2 separate regions of the Mus musculus genome follow, and region 1 is linked to region 2. The links are chromatin contacts, called in public HiChIP or PLAC-seq maps. All regions are on one chromosome and are shown on one strand. The core of a region is the stretch at or near the end of the contact, and the rest is flanking DNA. Distances in the headings are between cores, read along the strand shown.

What was found. HiChIP or PLAC-seq counts read pairs in DNA pulled down with a chosen protein or histone mark.
Region 1: an H3K4me3 HiChIP or PLAC-seq map of forebrain shows a contact between it and region 2, with 4 times the contacts expected there. The contact joins two enhancer-like sites. A contact is called at or near these places in 13 of 39 promoter capture datasets (the C10 cell line, the HPC-7 cell line, cranial neural crest and 9 more), 2 of 15 datasets of contacts at CTCF or cohesin (the NIH/3T3 cell line and large pre-B cells), 7 of 484 Hi-C or Micro-C datasets (cerebral cortex, cortical neurons, embryonic limb bud and 2 more), 7 of 115 datasets of contacts at active chromatin or transcription factors (T-cell acute lymphoblastic leukemia, embryonic basal ganglia, embryonic hindbrain and 3 more) and 2 of 9 other capture datasets (embryonic stem cells and liver).

Annotation. Positions count from the first base shown.
Region 1 is chr4:107,138,287-107,141,656 of GRCm38.p6, forward strand. Tceanc2 (transcription elongation factor A (SII) N-terminal and central domain containing 2) reads right to left here. Exons shown (of 5, transcript NM_025617.2): 5 at 1-1,513. The coding sequence ends at 1,325. Among named protein-coding and RNA genes, the nearest start is that of Tceanc2, 38 kb to the right of the region's middle. Within about 2 kb of position 1,660, at least 43 of the 459 cell types and tissues checked have an H3K27ac peak or open chromatin away from gene starts, as enhancers often do. A contact at or near this core is called in cerebral cortex, embryonic limb bud and forebrain, where this site is marked.
Region 2 is chr4:106,605,362-106,608,513 of GRCm38.p6, forward strand. Lexm (lymphocyte expansion molecule) reads right to left here. Exons shown (of 10, transcript NM_183182.3): 9 at 1,928-2,061. Among named protein-coding and RNA genes, the nearest start is that of Lexm, 10 kb to the right of the region's middle. Within about 2 kb of position 1,765, at least 50 of the 459 cell types and tissues checked have an H3K27ac peak or open chromatin away from gene starts, as enhancers often do. A contact at or near this core is called in cerebral cortex, embryonic limb bud and forebrain, where this site is marked.

The DNA of each region.
Region 1 (3,370 bases), core at 410-2,909, 530 kb after region 2:
TTCCTTCCCACATTCTCTCCCTCTCTCTGCTTCCACACACCAGTTTACAGTCTTCCTCCAGCCTTGCTATCTTTTTCAGGTTCTGTGTATGTGTTTGCGTGTGTTTTGGGACAGGATCTTACTATGTAGCCCTGGCTATCTTGGAACTCACTATGTAGAACAGGCTGGTCTGCCTCTGCTTCCAAAGTGCTAGGATAAAAGGTGTGTGCCACCAACCTGGCCTCCCTCCAGTTCTCATCCCACCATGAACTTTACCAGCTGCCTCCTTTCTACCCCATTTACTCTGTCCACGCTCTTTCCCTTTTCCTGCTCCAACCTCCTCTTTCCTCCCCTCCTCCCCGCCCCCACCCCCCTTTTGGAGACAGAGTCTTGTTATATAGCTCCAACTGGTTTGGTACTTGCTACATAGCCCAAAGTGGCCTCAAACGCATAGCAATCCTTCTGTCTCAGACCCCTGAGTGCTGGGATTACAGGCAGGAGCCATCATGCTCAGTTCTGTAGTATGCTTCATGGGGGAAACTATGCCTCTTGTTTTAGTACATCTCAGTTTATTATTACTTTTTAAAGAGCAAGTACCATTTACATAATCATCCAAGCAGACACATGTAGATGTATTTCATTGAAAATCTTCACGTATGCATTTTTCTTCTTACAGCAGTAAGTCACTGCAAGAGAAATTTCATTATGCATCTTCAACAGAGGCTGTATTCAAATGAACCCCGAGGTGCAGGGAGGCTTCAGGCCAGCTCCTCATTAGAGGCCTCAGCATGGGGGCTCAGGAGCCCCTCCCCGAAGGTCTTCCAGGGAGAGCTGAAAGGCTCAGATAAGTGAGCGGTGGCAAGCAGGGCTGGTCGCAGGCTCCAGTGGGCTCACCCCTGGGGTAGAGCAAAGAGAGCAGACGGGAGTTCTGAGAGGCTTCGGAGCTGTCTAAACTCAGGGGGCTGGAACCGCGTGAGGAGCAGCGGTAATTGAGTTTCAGTTACCTGCAGGGTGGCGAAATAAAGTGGTAACTTCATCTGCTGACATGGGGGAGTTTAGAGGTGTCCTTGGCAAGCTCACAGTGAAACCTGTCACCCTTCCATTGTGCTGGGTGATGGTGACTGGATGGCACTTCCCAGTGACAGCCCCGTTCATCCCGTCAGGCAGCGCCAGCGCAAGGCAGCTAATGAAGCCGCCCCCACAGGCCTATCTCCCAGGGCTCCCCACGTTCTGTCTGAAGGAATGGCACCATGGGAATATCCAGCACAGCCAACATCCGCATCACCCAAACTCAAAAGAGGCTTTGAATGGTGGCGCGAGGCCCGGTGCTGGGCCCGTCCCCGGGTCACTTTTTGTGGGTCTGTACAAACGTGCCGACCGGCAGCGCTCCGCTCTTCACCTGCTCCCGGATCTCAGCTCGGTGCTTTAATGTGAAGACCAGAGCGCGTACCGTCCTCCGGTAGGGCCCGTTAATGAGCCGGGAGCAGAGATGAAACGTTTCCCGCTCAATATTTTCAACCAGTAGGTGATCCATCTGAAAAACAGCAAAATTATCAAATTAGGGCCTTGCGTTGCATAAGGATTAAAGCAAGAGAGGCTGGCGCTCTCTGCTCTGGGGCTTCCATTAATCAACTGAAATTCAAGGACATCTACTTCCTGTCACAAGAGAAACAGGAAGAGCAAATTAATTCCACCCTGGCAATTAAGGAACAAGGCCATGTGCTTTGTGACAGGGACCTCATTCACAGCCCCTGCCGGGTGGTAATATTTGCCATTATAACAGGAAACCGGCACCAGGCCCTGTGCTTTACCAACCAGGAAGCGGGGGCCCAAGGATAATAAATCAGAGTGACGATGCGTACCTCTTTGTTTTAAACGTGCCTTTTAACTTCATATAACATCTTAGATGTGCTGGTCTGGACCCTGGGATGCTTACAGAGCAGTTTATAAATCATGCTCATGTTTAATATTCGTAACTGATTATCACGTTTTACATCTGAGGAGGAGTTTCACAACTGAAGGGGCAGGGCTGGACACAGCCTGACTCCAGAGTTCAAGCATTCTTCCCTTCAGCAGAGACACTCCTTGGCTGAGTCTGGATGGGGAAGCCAACCGGACAGGGTCTCTAACAGTGCGGGTGATCTGCCCCAGGTCCAGGCCAGGCCGAGGTCATAGACCTAATCAAGGGCAGCCTCTGTGGCTGGTCAGGGACTTCCAACCAAGCCCACTTTTCCAGGCCCACCTCCTAGTAGCCAGGGCTGCCTTTCCCTAGGAATCACTCTGCTGGTTTATGTCAATTTAACACCAGGTAGTCATCTGAAGGAGGGAGCTTTAACTGAAAATGTCTGCGGAAGGTCAGGCTGCAGGCAAGTCCGTATGGCCTGCCTGCCTGCCTGCCTGCCTGCCTGTCTCTCTCCCGCCCTCCCTTCCTCCCTCCCTCCTTTTTTGTTTTTTAAAGAAAGGGTTTCTCTGTGTAGCTCTGGCTGTCCTGGAACTCATTCTGTAGACCAGGCTGGGCTCACACTCAGATCTGCCTTCCTCTGCCTCTGCCTCCCAAATGCTGGGATTAAAGAAAGGCATATGCCACCACACCTGGCTGTAGAGCATTTTCTTATTTTGTGGTAAGGCCTAGTCCACTGTGGGTAGTACCACTCTGGGTTGGTGGTCCTAGGTTCTGTAAGAAAGCAGGGTGAACAAGCCAGGGGAGGCAAGCCAGTAAGCAGCACCCCTCCATGGCCTCTGTGTCTCCTGCCTCTGGGTTCCTGCCCTGCTTGAATTCTTGCCTTGGCTTCCCTAAGTGAACTGTAATTCAGGGTGTTTCATCACAGCAACAGTAATCCTAACCAAGACACTCTGCTATGTTGGTATGTCAAGTTTAAGCAACCCCTACTCCAACACACACACACACACACACACACACACACACACACACACACACACACACAGGGAAAATAAAAAAACCTTAGTGCAAAGACTGAGAGTTCTTTAGGCTGCAACAATGTCCTCAGCGTTCCTTGATCACTGTCACAATACACTGCAGTTCCCCTGGTAAAACATCCTTCCAAATTGGAATCCTATTTACTTATGTACTGACTGGTGCTGGACACTGAACTGGGAACCTTACACGTGCTAGGCACAGGCTCCAGCACTGAGTTGTAGTCACAGCCCAGACCAGTTCATTTCTCTCTCTTCAGCCCTTCTTAGGCACTTAGTGTGGCCACGACACCCGGCTCAGTAAGAGTTTCTATTGCTGTGACAAACACCGAGACCAAAGCAACTTGGACGAGGAAAGCGTTTATTTGGCTTAGGCTTCCACATCATTGCTCATCATCAAAGGAAGTCAGGAACCTGGAGGCAGAAGCTGGTGCAGAGACCATGGAGGAGTGCTGCT
Region 2 (3,152 bases), core at 515-3,014:
TCCTGCTCTATTCATAGGGTTTATTTGTTTTGTTTTGCTTTGTTTTGTTAAAAATAACCTATAACCCAGGACCTGGGAGACAGATGCAGAAGGAGACTAACTCAGCTTCTTGAAACCTTATCTCAAAACAACAAAAACAAGTAAAAAGCACACACAAAGAACTTTTGATAAAAATCAAACAATTCGGAAACGAAGTATGGGGCTGGAGAGATGGCTCAGGGGTTAAAAGGACTGACTGCTCTTCCAGAGGTCCTGAGTTCAATTCCCAGCAACCACATGGTGGCTCAGGACCATCTGTAATGGGATCCGATGCCCTCTTCTGGTGTGTCTGAAGACAGCGACAGTGTGCTCATATACAGAAACAAAGTATGTGGTGAAAGAACCCATAGCCTTTCTCCCTAGACATAACTATGGTCAGAATTTTAATGCTCTAACCAGTGAGATGGTTCTGCGGGACAAGGTATTTGCTTCATACAAATGTACACACAAACCCACATCCCTACCTGCATGTACACACACACACACACACACACACAGCCCTTTGAACATCCAGGCCTGACCCTTCCTACGATCCTAAATCCTCCCAAGGGCCTGCCATGGGAGCACAGTCACAGACCTAGAAGAGAAAGGACTGGCTTCTAGTCTTTGCTCTGCTTCTTGCCAGCCGTATGACTCCTGTCAACCTATCTCCTTGTTTCCCTCTCTGATCTTGGTTCAATATGTGTAAAATAAGGCTGAGCACCTTGGCCAGAAAGGGGAGAAGTGCTTTTCTACACTAAACGTGTTAGTGTTCCTTAATGACAGGTGAAGGATGGAGAGGTGGCTCGGCTGGGAAGAGCACTTGCTGCTCTTACAGAGAACCTGGGTTCAGTTCCTGGGGTCTGTGGCAAAGCCTGGATTCCCTCCTGGCCCAGATTTCTCTTTTTGCCTTCGAAGCTCTGCTGACCCTCCCTGAACCCACGTGGTGGCTCACAACCGACCTCAACGCTAGTTCCAAGCAATCTGATGCCCTCTTCTGACTTCCACAGGCACTAGGTACACACTCGGAACGCATACATACATCCTTACACATAAAATAAATCTTTTTTTTTATTATTTTAAAAATTAGCTGGGCAGTAGTGGCTTTCATTCTAGCACTTGGGAGGCAGAGGCAGGTGGATGGATATCTGAGTTCAAGGCCAGCCTGGACTCCAGAGAGTTCTAGGGCATCTAGAGCTACGCCGAGAAACCCTGGCTTGAAAAACTGAATACATAAATAAAAGAAAAAGCGCAAGTGATATGTACACTCATCTCTGCTCCCACCTGAGATCCACCAGATGATGTTTAAGGGAGTCCTTAAAGGATAGGCAAACAATAGAGAGAGAAGAGGTGTGGGGGTTAATGTGTCTGAGAAAATGGACAGTGCCGGAGTGGGGGGTGGGGGCAGGGGGTGGGGTGGGGTCAGCAGAGCTGCGAAGGCAAAAAGAGAAATCTGGGCCAGGGGGGGAGTCCAGGCTCTGCCACAGACCCTAGGGAGGCCCAGAAATTGCTGGTTCCAGGATCTCTGGCTGCAGGCCCGAGACCAACACTGAAAACGGAGATGGAAATCTGTACCAGATCCATCCACGCTGGCTTCTCACCTCCTTCTCCCTGAACTGGAGACAGCAGCTTAGCTTGTGGAAAGGTTTTAGGCAGGGGCTGCGCCAGCGAGACACCAGAGGGCCAGGGAGTAGGGCGCAGACTGAAGCTCAGAGGAAAGCAGCACGCCCCTCTTCACACAGCCAATCAGAGGCTGCCCCTCTTCACACAGCCAATCAGAGGCTGAACCAAGATCTAAACTGTGTCTGCCAAATGGCTAGCGTGGAAACCAAGCAAGCCTCCTCTCCAGGCCACCAAAGAGTCATCCTACCTCCCCTCAAACCCCTCCAAGAGCTCCAGCTATACTCACTGCATGAGTCTGTCTCGGGTTAGGTCTTGCAGGTATCGCTTGGGCTCACTCATGTACAGAGAACGGTATCGCTGCCTTCGGTCTATGGACTCCATCAGCGTGGTGTTGAGATAGCGGCCTACGCCAACTGGGTTCTGTGGCAGGGAGAAAAAAAGACATCAGGATGTTTGATGAGCATGGTGTGAGGACTTGTCCTCAGGCTTTCTAATCCTCTTTGTGGGCCCCTGACACCACCACCACCCCAGCTGTTAGGAATCAAATTGTGTCACCCACTCCATCCAAAAAATGTACTGAAGCGCTAACACAGTGCTTCCCACTGTGCCCTTACTGGAGAACTGTGATGGATATAATGGGATGAGATGAAGCCATTGGTATAGCAGGTGAAACCCTGGTTTAATATGACTGATGTGCTTGCAAGAAAAGGTGCTGGGGGGAGGGGGGAGTGGCCATACGCAGAGGCAGAGATCAGATTGGTACAGTCACAAGCTGGCAAAGCCAAGGGTCTCTGGCCACCACCAAAAGCTGTGACGAGGCAAGAAAGGATTCTCTACCATCAGCTTCATAGGAAGTGTGGACTCCAGTCTTCTGGCATCCACGGCTGTGAAAGTCCAGCTCTGTTCACTAAGACACCTGGTTTGTGGTCCTTTGTAGGATGCCCTGGCCACCCTGCCCATGTGTCTGCCATAAGAGAAGCTCAGAGACAAGACAGCAAGCAGCTCCTCAAGATGACAAAGCAAAGTCATGACAGCACAGGCAAGGAAGTCATAAGATCAGAGTCTGGGTCAATGTCCAGTAGGCATGTCCAGGAGTCCTTCCTGCCCTGCCTCAGGAACTGGCCCGACCATGGTCCTTCCTTTTTTGCATGGCCAGCTGAACTGTGAGAGCTAGTTTTCATTGTCAACTTGACCCAGCCTAGAAGCATCTAGAAAGAGAGTCTCACCAAAAGACTTTCTGGGTCAGGTTGGCTTCTGGGTGTGTCCATGGTGGGTTGGTCTTAATTTTATTAATTGATGTGGATAATCGAACCATTCTGGGTTTGGGTCCTGGATTTCATAAGAGCAGAGAGGGCAAGCTGACCGTGCATGCAGTGGGCTAACCATTTTGATCATTTTAAGTTTCTGCCATCTTGGCTTCCCTGAGATGGTGGACTGCAATCTGGAACCATGAGCTTAAATAAACTTTTTCCTCCAAGTTGTTTTGTGTCAGGAATTTTTTAATCACGGTG